2 separate regions of the Zea mays genome follow, and region 2 is linked to region 1. A link is a contact called in public Hi-C data. All regions are on one chromosome and are shown on one strand. The core of a region is the stretch at or near the end of the contact, and the rest is flanking DNA. Distances in the headings are between cores, read along the strand shown.

Region 1 (7,576 bases), core at 516-3,015:
ATAGCATCGATAATTTGCTGTACCAGTCTACAGGATATAAGAAAAAGAAGCCATTTGTATAAGTAATAGAATGCGAAAAAGGTGACAGATCTAATATTGTGTTTGTTAATTGTTAAATGTTAACATCTTTAGAGCTGGAGAAGTTCTTAGATTCAATAATAATTTAATTATTCTTTTGGACATAGAACATTTGACCTTGCTCCAAGAACTGAAGCCCAGGTCAGACAGAAAAACAGATATCACACACCTTCAAGGCTTCAACTTATTCTAACCAAGTATTATGCTTTTAACTTAAAAATGAAGTACAGCATCAATGTTGGCATAATTGTGAGTGTAAGAGTAAACCTATCAATCTATGATACATTTCAGCTCAAGTGAAACTTTCAGTTTATAAGATAATAATTATTACTGTTCAATCCTGACTGGAAACATGCCCAATTCTCAGAAATCGCAAAGTAAATGTATATGCTTATTGCCTAAGGAGAAAAGTTTAGCTACACCTCAATAATTTCCATTTCTACCAAACAGCATTCTTCAGATAACTTGCCATGATGCTTGAGATGAGCACATATAATTCAGACAAGATAGACCAAATTCTAGGCACAACCGCACAACTAAACACCAACCATGCTACTGTTTCAGGGACCATGCAGGATACAATCTCTCAGCTTAAGAAGGTATCAATCTGCTAGAAATCTTCCTAGGCAACTCAAATGCGTGTGCATACTTCTTAAACACATTTGTAAAATTAGGTTCTAAACCAACGAAAGTGACAATAATGCTTGTTGGAATCAACAGTGTCAGTTCTACAATAATACAGAAAGAGTTCTGGGCAAGGAATTAGCCTACAAACGGGGAACCATTGAACCATAAAACCAATATACTTGAGTTCTGGGCAAGGAATTAGCCATCTATTGCGAAACCAATCAAACAAAGGAAGCCCATGGTCCAAAGGCAGAAAGGTGGTCCCTTTCTCAAGGAAACCCTAGTCTCGAGCCCCAATCGCACAAGAAAACCATCACGCTTCTCGATTTTCCGGTCAAGATTACTAAGAAAGACAAGCAAGAACCTAATTGATGTTATTGGTTGAGCACAAGACAAAAGAGGCGCCTTTGATGCACTCACCCTTGGGACCGGAGCACGCGGCGGCGCTCGGCGGAGGCGCAGATCCCGAGCAGCGCGAGCAGGCTGGCCCGCCGCGTCCGCTTCTGCGCTGCGGGTCGGAGCCCGTCGAGCGCGAACGTGACTTCGTCCACGCTCTCCATCATCTCTCCGTACTCCTCCGCCTCCATCAGCGTTGCCGTCGGCGCCACCGCGGGGGCTTCCGCGAGCTCCCACCCTCCTCTTCTTGCCCCGCGCCGCCGCCCCTCCGGCCGGGGCCGCGGCGGGGACGGAGGTGGGTCCTCGTCGAAGTCCCACATCGAAGAGGACTCCTGCGACGGCGGGAGCGGGAGCGGCTGCGAGGCCGACGACACCAGCAAGTCGGCGGCGTCGTCGCAGTCGAACGCGTCCTGCGAGGACGAGACCCCGCCCCCGCCGTCGGAGAAGGAGCGGGATCTGCGCCCGTACGTTCGCAGGATCATGGCGTCCGCGCCGTCGTCGATGCGCGGCGAGAGATAGGAATTGGGCGTGGCTTGGGTGTGTTCGGGGCGTCGTTTGCTTCGCGTTGCGGCGGATTTGGGAATGAAGTTGTGAGGGGCAGCTGCAGAGCTGCTTGGGGGATTTTGGGGGAGCGAGGAACTCGGCTTCGGCTCGATCAGGTTGTTGTGCCACTGGCGAGTGGGGCCGCGAGATGGATACGGTTTGGTTTGTCTGATTCAGCCGTCGGATTTGTTGGGAAATGGGAACATCACGCCTCAGGTGTCAGAACGGCGGGGAGGGCAGTAGTGGCTCAGAGGCGGTTAGCCGTTGGATCTCCTATCTCTACTAACTATTAAGGGGGAAGTGTAGACTGCCCCCGCCTGAAGCAGCCCGCGCGAACCGGCTGCCCCCAGCGCGAATCCCCTCCCGCAACCCGGCCTCCCTCCCCGTTCGCAAACCACCAGCCACATGCTGCGCAGCTCAACGCCGCCATTTCCGGAGGTAGCTTTGTCCCCTTCCTCCCCAGCCGCGCGAGGATTTCGCCCCGCTCGCCACGCCTTCACAACTCACCCCCATCTGCGAGGCCACCAGCGGGACGACCCTCGCTCCCGACGACCGACTGCTGGAGCCAACTCAAGCAGCCGATCCGCAAGTGGCGCGCGACTATGGAGGCAACCGCGGCGGTGCAGAGGCTGGCCGACCTAGAGGTGCAGCGGCGCCGTATCGCCGAGGTGCGCGCCACGGATCTGCACGAATCCAACCTCGTCTGCTCGGAGCAGCTCGTCGTCGACACTGCGGTGTTCGCGTGCACAACCAACGACGCTGTTCAGATCACCGACATCTCCCTCGAGCTCGCCGTACCGCTTCACCTCACCAAGGAGCTCGTCCAGCGTGGCCCCGCCTCGGTCACGGCTGCGCCCACATCTTCCTCTGTTTCCGTTCGCGAGATGAACCACTTCCACCTGGACACCAACGGCACAAAGCTGCAGCAGCACGTGCAATACTATGCGGAGCCCATCTTCCCCAAGCTCGACTCGGATGGAGAGGCGCGCGTACAGGACCAAGTCATGCACGACACCAGGGGCAACCCATGGGAGTTCTGCCACATCTACCGCGTCCAGCACGACCAACACAAACTCCTCCCCATCGGGTGGAGCAGGAACTACATGGCAGGAGCTCTGGATGAGCAGATCGACGCGTCAGTGAGGCAGCACTGCCTGTGGAACTTGCAAGCCAGCTGGAGGTTCGTGTTCAACTCGTCCAGAGTGTTGGAGGAGAGGTACCTGAAGCAGCCTCTCGGGGACCTAGGCTTCAAGCGCTCATGGCCGGTGGACCCTGTGGCTCCGGAGGCAGACGTCGTGGTTTCATGCGGCGGGCAGGCAGCCGTCGAGCTCGCCGATCTCAGAACGTGGCTTAACATGTTCCTAGAAGGTTCAATTGTCTACACGAGGGCCACCATCGTCTTCATGCGCCGCCCCAACGGTGACCTCATCGTCGGCCTGCGCCACGACGAGGAGGAGGCAGTTCCCAACACCTTGCCCAACAGGTGTTCGATGATTTGCTTCATCCGCGGCCTCGACGTCGGCAGCCACCTGTGGGGGAATAACTCTACTGCTGCTGACCACAACACGACAGGCCTGAGGCTGCTCTGGTGGCTCAAGAACCAGACGTCCTTCCAGATGTCTGGCAGCTGGGACCACTTCATCGCGCTGGGGCACATCTTCATCGTTCTTGAGCCTTTAATTCACAGCCAGAGAACAACCAAGCATATCCTAGCAATTATCGCTAGCATCAGCAATGCTCAGGCTCTCATTTTCACCACGAGCATGATTTGGGTGTTGTGCAAGGCAGAGAAGCTAAATGATGCTGAGGAGTTGTTTGACCAGACAGAGACAGCTAGAGTTGTGCCTTGTGCGTACGCATATAATACAATACTCATGGCATTTGCAACTGGAGGGTACGCTGCAATGGAGAGGATAACACAATGGAACCTTGCTTTCACTGGTGTTGGACTTGTTGGCACTGTCATTATCACTAGCCTCGATCTCATTGGTTCAGGGATTGCTGCTGGTGCTGGCTTTGTTACCTCTGGTCCGGGTCCTGTCAGCAGTGGACAAGGCAATATCTCCGTCTTTCTTTGGGATCCTGGCGTTCATGCGAAAGACAGCTTGGGGACAAGCTGTATTTCAAGAAGTGGGGAATGTTAGGTATACTAGATGGTTATGGGTTCGATGTGGTAATGTGGTGCGATAATATGAGAATATATGGGCTAGAATGGGCCTTGTAAGCCTGAGCGTAATAGCAAGTAGCAGGTGAGATATAAGGCTGGTGTGAGAATTCTGGAGGGATAGGAAGAATTTGGCTATCAGATATCAAATCAGATCGTCCTCCTCGTTGCTATCTCCTTCTCCAACCCTTCTTCTACCTGAACATATCTCTTCTCTCCGATATTCCCTTCTAGGTGCTAACATGGAGAAGCCGATGAAGCGGGTGATGAAGACCCCCCCTACCAGCACAAGGTCCTGGAGAAGACCAGATTTGTGATTGATCTTGGTTCTGTTGATGTTCGTAGAGATCTGCGGCGTCTTGGCATTTCTGACACTTCTTGGCACAATGCAAGTGAAAACAGTGCGCGAGTCCATGAACCGGATGATCGAAGCATGGAGGGAGATCCCAGACTTGGATGAGGAGGTCTGCTCCTTCGAAGTGCCACCATCGTCCCAGTCTACATCTTCTCTCACAGGTGATGTGTCTCTATTTAAGGTCTATGATTGGTTTGGACTGCATACCGTAAGTACACTTAAAATATCTACTACTTGATAAAAGAGACAGAAATAGTCCTTACTTGGTAAAACACACTGAAGAAAACAATTTGCATTTTTTATAACCATTTTCTTTAACATATTCATGGTGTTATATTTGTTGGATTTAGTTGTCTACATGAGAGTTATTCATCAGACCATGGATGTTCTTTCTAAGATTGTTTGATTGCATAATTGGACAGACACCGCTGATTCCTTAGGCTCCACCTCCACCCCTTCAATTACAAGGAGGAACTCATGGCCGACTAACAGGCAGCCCCCACCGGACACATCACACAATGTCACCAACAGAAAAGGCAGCACTCCTTCCATCGTAGGCAAGAAAATTTTGCCTCTTTCACGCTGCAGCACAGACCAAGCCAAGAAATTTGAAGGCAGGGTTGATGTTACCGTCGCTTCAGATGCGACGCCAGCCAAAATGGTGACCGAGGAGAAGCTCCTGAATGAGGGCAGCGTTAGAGAGAGGCTTGAAGCTCGGAGGGTGCTGTTTCAGAAAACTGGCGACAAGGGTTATAAGAAGCTGGCTGGTCCCAAGTCAGGATCCAAAGTTTTTCCATACAGTGGGGATGGTGACTTTGAAGAGACAGCTGAGACTGAGGATGCACCTGACGAACTTCAGTCAGCTCACAGGGATGAAGCTCTGTTGAAGATCAGGATGCAGCTTGTTCAGATTGAGAATCAGCATGCCAGTTTGCTTAATCTTCTCCAGGTAGTTATTCCCTTGTTACAATGTATCATACATCAATAATTTGTTGAAATTCTTTATTCCTCATAATGAATTGGATACTCCAATTTTTTAATTCTATTTTCTCTCTGTTTGCTTTAGAATATCCTCTGTACATGAGCAGATGAGATGCCCTACACGGTGACATAGAAGCTAAATATAACGAATAAAAGATAAAACCTTGTTGCTTGGTAAAAATTTACACGAAGCAAACTTTGGTGCAAGCTCACTCATTCCCTATGTAAAACAGTAAAAGAACCAGGACCTACCAGCACCTACTGGAGTCCTTTTTCCTTTTATTTTTTGGTCCAATGTGGACAGATTTGTGTAGGACGGAGGTCTCATCCTGTTCTTGTACCAGCATATTTAATAGGAGCTTATTATTTGGTCGCAGTGAGCAGCACTGATCGTTTGGTATGAATCATGCACCCATTCAATGAGTCCTCCAAGCAGTACTCAAATCAGTATGCATTCAGGCCTGATCAGTGGCATGGTGTGGGTGGAAACCTGGACGACATTACAACATTCACTAACAATACAACCATGTTTTAATTACAAACTTTTAAGCATATCTTCATGTGTCACACCGCTGGTCATCAGGAACAACGATAGTGTTTCCCTGCATCTGTAAAAAAACATGTCATATAGGCAATATACTACTCACTCTGTATCAAATCAGATCGTCCTCCTCGCTGCTATCTCCTTCTTCAACCCTTCTTCTACCTGAACATATCTCTTCTCTCTGATATTCCCTTCTAGGTGCTAACATGGAGAAGCTGATGAAGCGGGTGATGAAGACCCCCCTACCAGCACAAGGTCCTGGAGAAGACCAGATTTGTGATTGATCTTGGTTCTGTTGATGTTCGTCGTCTTCATGGGTAAGCTGAAAGGTTCCTTCTCTGTTTTGTTGTGTTCAGTTTGGTGTCTAAAGAGGCATGTAGTTGTTTGTTATTTACAAGCCGAGTCACTTTTGTGTAGAGTTCTAGAGATATATGGTCACAACATTATGAAGGAACTTGAGAAAATGATTGTGAGGCAGCAGAGGTATTATATCTATTGTTGATTACCATGGCTACTGCTCCAATTATTGATACGTGGTACTATAAGGTAGTTTATTATGCCACCACATGGCAATTTAAGCCATCTGGGAGAAAGCCCCTCTTCGTTCTTTGATGACTCATAAAATTACAAGTAAAACATTTGGTCTCATAATTCAACAGTTGCCAGTAATTGATGCTTTGTCGAATACACAATTTTTTATTTTTTCCTTTTATTACAAGGATCAAGGCCTGAAATCTTGAGATTTTCTCCATTCCAACAAAAAGGTTATATTCTTTATGCATGCAAATAGGCAGTGGCGAGCAAGGGGACAACAATTGAGAATACATGTTCCCTGAAATCTCCAAGTGGAAAGCCATTGCCTGCCTTGCAATTTTCATTGCTTGGATCTCAGTTTTGTCTTATGATTGCGGAAAGGATGCCTACACTGCGCTCGCCATGTTTAATGCCATCACCAACCACTCCGGTACGCTGCGCATAGGATTGGTAGGAGCTACGTTCCCTATATTGACGATATGTTTCCGTTGCAACGCACGGGCCCCTACCTAGTTATGAGTTTATGACAGCGGGATTCGATGTTCGGATGGTCGATATTCGGACGAAAAAGTAGGAATTTTAGGTCCGCTCTCTAAAATTAATAGTTAGCTACTAAAAATTAAAATTAGTTGTTAGGTTTCAAATATCATCAACTAATATCGTAACTAATTACTATCTACCTCACAGCTAACAATTAGTTTATTAGCTAGTTCAACCTAGCTAATAATTTATTATCTTACTAACTATTAGGTCTATGATTCCAGACATGACCTTAATCTGCCAATAAAAAATAGAGTGCTCAATTTGGAAATAACTTTCCCTTGATACGGGCGTTTAGACCTATGTTTAGATCCACCCTAGTTTTTTAAAAAGTGCTTTTTATATTTGGTTTCTAGAAACTGGCTTTTAGAAGGGAAAAATTAAGAGAAGGTGTTTGGATTCATCTAGTTTCTTAGAAACCGGTTTTAGCGGGGAGAAACAAACTTCTTGGTTTTAAGAAACTAAGAAAGTGGTTTTTAGAAACTGAATAAAAACTGACTTGTTTGGAGACCTTCTAGATTTAAAAAAAAGTTTCTAAGAAACTAGGTGGATTCGGCCCTATTTGGGAGGGTTTCATATCAAGAATTGCAGCTTCGGTTTTCCAGCTTCACCATAAAACGACTTCAACAGATTGGTAACACAGGGTTCAAGAGTGTTTGGCTTGCACATAGACTTCAACTTCTGTAAAACAATTAATTTGTGCGGGGTTCCTTAATTATCCTTGATGATTAGCTGGTAATTAAAGAGACATGAATCGATAGGTCATGTAACCAATGGCATGGTGGGTAATTTTTGTGCAACTTATTGTGGAGGT
Region 2 (6,740 bases), core at 296-2,795, 190 kb after region 1:
TGCGGAGGGTCTTCTTGCCAGACGGCGACGCGGGGGTCACTGACGGGGAGGACACCGCTGCCGTCTGCGCGCGGATGTCCGCCGACCTGCTCACCCTCTGCAGGTTTTGGATGTGTATTTTTTTTAGTTACAGACTTACAGTGACATCAAGCATCAGACAGGGAACCAGTGACAAACAATGTACAACCTACAATGGCTAGGCTAGCGACATCTGAAGTGGTAAAATTAAGTGATGATCCTAGAATGCCTGATTGCCGGCTTCGGATTAAAGTCAGTTGCAGCTGCAACTACAACCGTCTGAATAGACTTTAATCAACAGCCTTTGTAAAAGCAGTAGAAGCCAATACAGATTAAAACCAAACGAACAGTGTCATGTCATGACACAACCTAAATTCAACTTTTATCTTTCCCTTAAAAAACACCAACTTTGAGGCTCAAGTGTCCAGTTGACCACAGAGCTGCCTCATTAACATGATCTACTGCGTACAAAGTACTCCATTGCTTAATTTGGCATTAGGAGTAGCAATTACGAGTTATACATGTGATGCTGGGAAGAAAATGTCCCTTTAAGCCTAGTTTAAAATTTTAAATCCGCTCTGGATTCCCGGGATTGAGAGAAAAATAAGCTAATTTTCTCCTCGATCTCTAAAAATTCCAAAAAGGATTTCAGTTTCCAAAATAACCCTAACTATCCAGTCAAGACTTTCCATGGCTTTCAGCCTTGTACTTGGAATAGAGAAAGTCAGTAAGACACTGAACTTGAAGACAGACAATTCTAGCCAGCCAAATGATGTCCAAGGTTTCAGTAGGCAAAGACTACTATCCGCTCCCTATCCCTATCCACGTTTGGCACAACTCAGCTTTACTAATGAAGCTGTTTTTTTTATATATTTCAGCTCCTTGCTTGAAAGATTTAAAAAAACTCTTTTGGAGATCTGTTTAGCAAAACAGCTAGCTACAGCCTACAGGACCGACAAGTGCATGGAGAATGTGCGAAAAATTATTATTTTCAGCTTCATACCACACCATTTCAACATAGGAGCACGATTTAAGGAGCTTCGTAAGAAGACGGAAGGTAATATATAAGCAGTAGCCTTAGTCCAAATACCACGGTGCGTAGGCCCAGAGCGGTGGTGTCCAGCTTGAGGCCATCCGCCGCGAGACGAACACCCAAGAACGACGCCGAGTCCTTCACCGACCCCTGCACACAGCATCAACATTGCAACCGCAACTTACCAGAGCCGCCACTTGGCAGCTCGGACACTGAAGCTGAGCGCGAATCGAAAGAACAGCACGGTGCTCGCTGGAAAACGCAGAACTGCGCCGCTCACCTCCTTGCGCGCGGAGAGGGCCGAGGGGAGAAAGGACGTCGCCGCCTGGAGCGCCATGTCGAGCAGCGAACGCAAGAGACTGCCTCGGGGGAGAGTGGACGGCACGAGCTGTGAGCAGCCTGAAGACTGAGGATTTGGCTGGGTTCTTCTTCTTCCTCTCCTCTCCGCGGGGGGATGCGAAAGCGAGGCACGGCACCGCGGGAGTTTATTCGGCCGTGACCGTGAGCGGTGAGCCGGTGGCGATAACGCGATAGGGTGGGGTGGGGTGGGGTTCGCCACGCGGCGCCGACCTGGCACAAGCCCGGCCAATGGGAGCTTGGTGGCTTGGATTTCCCTGCCCCAGGCCGGTCCCACCCTGGGGATGGATAGTTAGATAGGATACTTTCGGTAATTAGCAGGCTTTGATATTTTTTTTGTCTCCTCGCACGGACGGGATCGGTCGCTGTTGCCTCGACCTCGGCACACATCTCGAGCGTGAGGGCATCCATCACTGTTTTCTTAATATTTCTCCCTTTATATAACCATAATTGCAACGACATTTAAATTATTAAATAAAATATTAATATATAATGATTATATAAAAACGAGTGCCACATATATTATCGATCTCAATATCTCATAAATTCTTTGACACAAACAATACAGAACTAAATTGATAAAAATCAAATTATACCACAACGTGAATATCAGAAAAAAAATAAAGTCTAAAAAGTGAGTAGATTGTTCATACATTATGACGACATAGATCATATAAGAAAGAAGCAAGTTCTACCTATATAAGCTATATAGTACTTTCTGTCGATATAAACTGAGGGTAATTATTCTGAACAAATTTCTAGAACCACAATGGCAGAGCTATGCATCAGTGCAAAGAAAAGAATATATAAGATAAACAATGCACACACCCAACACCGAATAAAATTAGAAAGCAAACTAACTTAAATTATTGGAAGAAGGGACAGATTTTATTTGTCAAGACACAGGACAAAGGCCACCCCTCCACTCTTTGCTAGTGCGCTAAACATAAAGCTACTGGTTAGCATCGTGAACCAACAAACTTCAGCCAAACCAACAAACCAAAACAGCTACCACAAACAACACAACATCAAGGGTGCAAAAACAGGCTAATACATCAAGAAGTTGACCGCTTAATTACTTAAGCCAGTTGCTTATCAGCAAATCTTCGTACAACACTTAAACCATGTTTGGGACAGCTCCAGCTCCAAAAAAATTAGTAGATTTATTGGAGCAAGTTATTAGGTGCTACGGAAAATCGTGAAGCTGGAGATGTAAGTCTTTAAAAGATATTTAAATAAACCATTTATTTATTATTTAGATTAGAAATGTTTTTAAAACTATTTTAAATTGATATTATAGACTACAACTCTAGACTGAAGCTAGAACCTGAAACCATCACAAACACCCCTTAGGTTTATAGAAACACATATAACATTGATCTTATATACTACACATATCTGGGAACTCAGGACTGGTAGATATCAAGAGAGTCCTGACCATTGTGATCCAGATACTTTCATCTAAAACTCTACCAACCTATAATAACAATCAGGAAGCTCGCTTTTACGTGCAATAAAACCATTACCATGGTAAAAGCTACAAGCCTACAACTACATCATTAATTTTCATTAAAATAAAATGGGAAAGAAAATGAAAATCTATTACGAGCCCTCAAACAATGGTTACATGTGGGTTTGTATCCATGCAACTTTTCCAAAATTTGAGCTTATTCATGAGAACAAGCGTCAGGAACTGCTCTTGTATTATACCAACACCACAATCTAACAAGATGCGGAATAAGGGAATGCACCAAAGTTTAGACATGCACCAGCTTATTTGTTTATGATAGCACTAGTCATATTTATTTAAATTAGGTAACAACACACAGGATGACATGCCACTTCTGAGTACCCACTTCACTAAATCTATGGATGCAATGTGCAGATAGATTAAATTTACTGTTGTAGTTAGGTAAAGTGACAGATTATCTTAACAACAACTTCAAGTAGCAATATATTGAAGGCAGTTTTGAGTCCTTTATTTTTGTCTAAGAGAACCTAATCGTAGAAAAGAATAAAAAATTGACTACTGAAAGAGTAACACAAAGTTCCTTACCTCTTTAATCCGCTGCTTCAACTAATTAAGACTCTCTTTCAGAAAGGCTCGGAAGGTGCCACATATAATTACCAAATCAGGGATCACATTGAGGGTGTGTTTTGAAGTGGAGTTTTCTCAAACCATAGTAATTTAATACCATGGTATAAAGTATATTATGACATAATACTATATTTTCAGCAAAACCACAGTAAAACTAGAGTATTTCGTGATACATAGCACAATTTGGTAACACAATTTTTACAATACTGTGTGCATGAGATAACAGAGGTTGTGCGTGCAAATAAATAGAATTAGGGCACAGTTTGTAAAAGAAATAATAAATAAATGATGCGCGTGACTCTTCCTTCTTTTCTTCCGTTGCCTTGAATGCAATGGGTTGCACATCGGGTGTGGAGGTAGCGCCTTGCTCCAAGTTGACAATGTGTTTGGAGTCTTTGATTATAAGTGTAAAGCTCACAAACTTGCCAATCACATCCTTGGGAGACATCTGTTTATATCTAGGATCTCCACGAATTAATTGCACTTGAGTGGGGTTATGAAAGACAAGAGATCTTAGAATAACCTTGATCATTTCATGGTCATCCCACTTGGTGCTCCCGAGGTTGCGGACTTGGTTCACCATTGTTTTGAGCCGGTTGAACATTGCTTGTGGCTCTTCTCCCTTGTTGAGGACGAACCGACCGAGTTTTCCCTCGATCGTTTCCCGCTTGGTGATCTTTGTCACTTCGTCTCCTTCGTGCGCCGTCTTGAGGACGTCCCAAATTTCTTTGGTACTCTTCAACTCTTGCACCTTATTGTACTCCTCTCTGCATAAGGAAGCAAGGAGTATGGAGGTGGCTTGGGAGTTGAAGTGCCTTATTTGAACGGCCTCATCGGAGTCGTAGTCCTTGTCACCCACCTGTGGTTCCTGTGCCCCAAACTCAACAATATCCCAAATACTTTCGTGGAGTGAGGTTAGATGGTGCCTTATTTTATCACTCCATATGCAATAATCTTCACCATCAAAATATGGTGGTTTGCCTAGGGGAACAAAAAGTAAGGGAGCACGCTTAGAAATACGAGGATAGCGTAGAAGAATCTTACTATACTTCTTACGCTCTTGGTGCTTTGAGGATGTAGACTCGGCACCGGAGGTTGAGGGTGAGGAAGAATCGGTCTCATAGTAGACCACCTTCTTCATCTTCTTTTTCCTCTTGTCACCCTTCTTATATGACTTGATGGAGCCGGCGGATTCCTCCTTGTGCTTGTCACCGGCCTCTTTCGACGGAGTCCTTTCATCATTCTTCTTTCCCGAAGATTCGGGCTTCCCCCCGGTGACCATCTCCCTTTTGGCGTGTTCTCCCGACATCACTTTGAGTTGTTAGACTCTAATGAAGTATTGCCTTTTATAACAATTGAAAGTCGCCTAAAAGGGGGTGAATAGGCAAAACCTAAAAATTATAAACTTTGAACATACACTTCACCCAGGGTTAGGGTTAGAAATAAATAACAATGAATTCGGAGTGCGGAAGATAGTTCTTCTTGCTATGAGTTGCTCAATCAATGAGAATAACTTTGAAAGCAAACTCAAAACAATGTGAGTAAGAGAACTTTTAGAGAGACGGGAGAGGGAAGGAACAAATCGAATGGTGGATCAACACAAATGGACACTGTGATTTATTTCCCATGGTTCGGTTTCCAAGAACCTACTCCCCGTTGAGGAGGACACAAAGGATGGGTCTATTTCAACCATTTCCCTCTCTCAATCGATGGTCACTTAGACTGGTTGAATGCTTCTTCTTAATCTCTCAGGTCAGTTAGACCCCGCAGGGATCACCACACAATTTAGGTGTCTATTGCTTGCTTTACAAAACACTTAGAGAGTTTAGAGAGGGATGAAGAAAGCAACCAAACAACAAGAGCAACAAATGAAACACAAATCACCCTCTCTCAAGTCACTAAACACTTTTGATCACTTGACTTGATTATGGCACTTGGATAGGATTGGAGGCTTTGAATGTGTCTTTGGAGTGTATTCTTTGCTCTTGTATTGAATGTTGAGAGTGGAAAGATTAGATCACTTGAATGGTGGTGGTTGGGGGTATTTATAGCCCCAACCACTATTCTAGCCGTTGGCTGAGTTCTCTATCGACTGGCACACCTGACAGTCTGTGGCGCACCAGACACTGCACTGTTCATTATCCGGTGCACGCCATGTCAGCTGACCGTTGGGGTTTGGAGCAGTCGACCGTTGACTTCGTCTGTCCTTGTGGTGCACCGGACAGTCCGGTGGCACACCGGACAGTCTGGTGCATCCTGACATCACAGACTGTCTCTAAACTTCTAGTGTTCTGAACCCGTAGCAGTCGCGTGGCAGTAGACCGTTGGTGAAGATGATCGTTGCTCGTGGCTCACCGGATAGGTCGATGACACACCGGACAGTCCGGTGATTTTTAGCGGAGGAGTGTTGTGTTTTCTCGAGAGCGGCCAGTTCGTTGGGCGCGCCAGCCTGGGCATCGGACACTATCCGGTGTACACCGGACAGTCTAGTGCGCCGCAGGCTGGGGCAAATATGTTTTGCTCCATTCTTATAGAATTGCTCCAAGGGTCATTTTCCTTATATGTGTATGTGGACTTTATGCACCTGAGAAAAGATCAACTAGGCAAACTAGATAGTCCATAAGGTTTGTTATGGTCGTCAAAAACCAAAATCGATTATAGGAAATGATTGAGGCCATTGCCCTTTCTGAAAGTAGCCTAGAGGGGGGTGAATAGGCTACACCTGAAATTTTTCACTAAAAACTTCGAGATAGGTTAAATTAAAGTTGCACTAGTGCAAACCGGTTCAGTTGATTTTGTTTACAACTGAACAAGTTTGAACCTGCTCAACTTAGATAAATAAATATTATGAAGTAGTGAAAGATTTTGCTAATGACTTGCCCTACACAAGATATACTCGAATAGATAATATGAACCAACCAACAAATTTAAAGTGCTTAACAAGAATACACAAGAACACGCGATATAACCCGAGGTTCGGCAACCACCACAAAGGTGTCCTACTCCTCGTTGAGGAGCCCACAAAGGGCCGGGTCTTTTCCAACCCTAATCCTCCACAAACCGACCACAACGGTCAAGGCAATCTCTTCTCAAATATGCTCAAAGAGCGGGTGATACAAACTTCTTGGGGTCGTCCACAAATTTGGAGACTCCCAAGCAACCTCTAACCGTCAAGGAACACGAGGTTCCAAGAGTAACAAATTCGCACAAGGTTAAGTTTGCAACGAGCTCAAG

Evidence for each region. Hi-C and Micro-C count contacts between places; a contact is called where the count stands out from the background.
Region 2: a contact with region 1 is called in a Hi-C map of leaf, with 8 times the contacts expected there. The contact joins the promoter of LOC100381341 here to the promoter of LOC100191427 in region 1. A contact is called at or near these places in 4 of 25 Hi-C or Micro-C datasets (ear, endosperm and leaf).

What each region holds. Positions count from the first base shown.
Region 1 is chr5:25,649,540-25,657,115 of Zm-B73-REFERENCE-NAM-5.0, forward strand. LOC100191427 reads right to left here and starts at 1,766. Exons shown (of 14, transcript NM_001365488.1): 1 at 1,126-1,766; 2 at 1-27. The coding sequence starts at 1,583.
Region 2 is chr5:25,842,385-25,849,124 of Zm-B73-REFERENCE-NAM-5.0, forward strand. It overlaps LOC100381341 (protochlorophyllide reductase B), which reads right to left and starts at 1,546. Exons shown (of 3, transcript NM_001414345.1): 1 at 1,109-1,546; 2 at 1-97.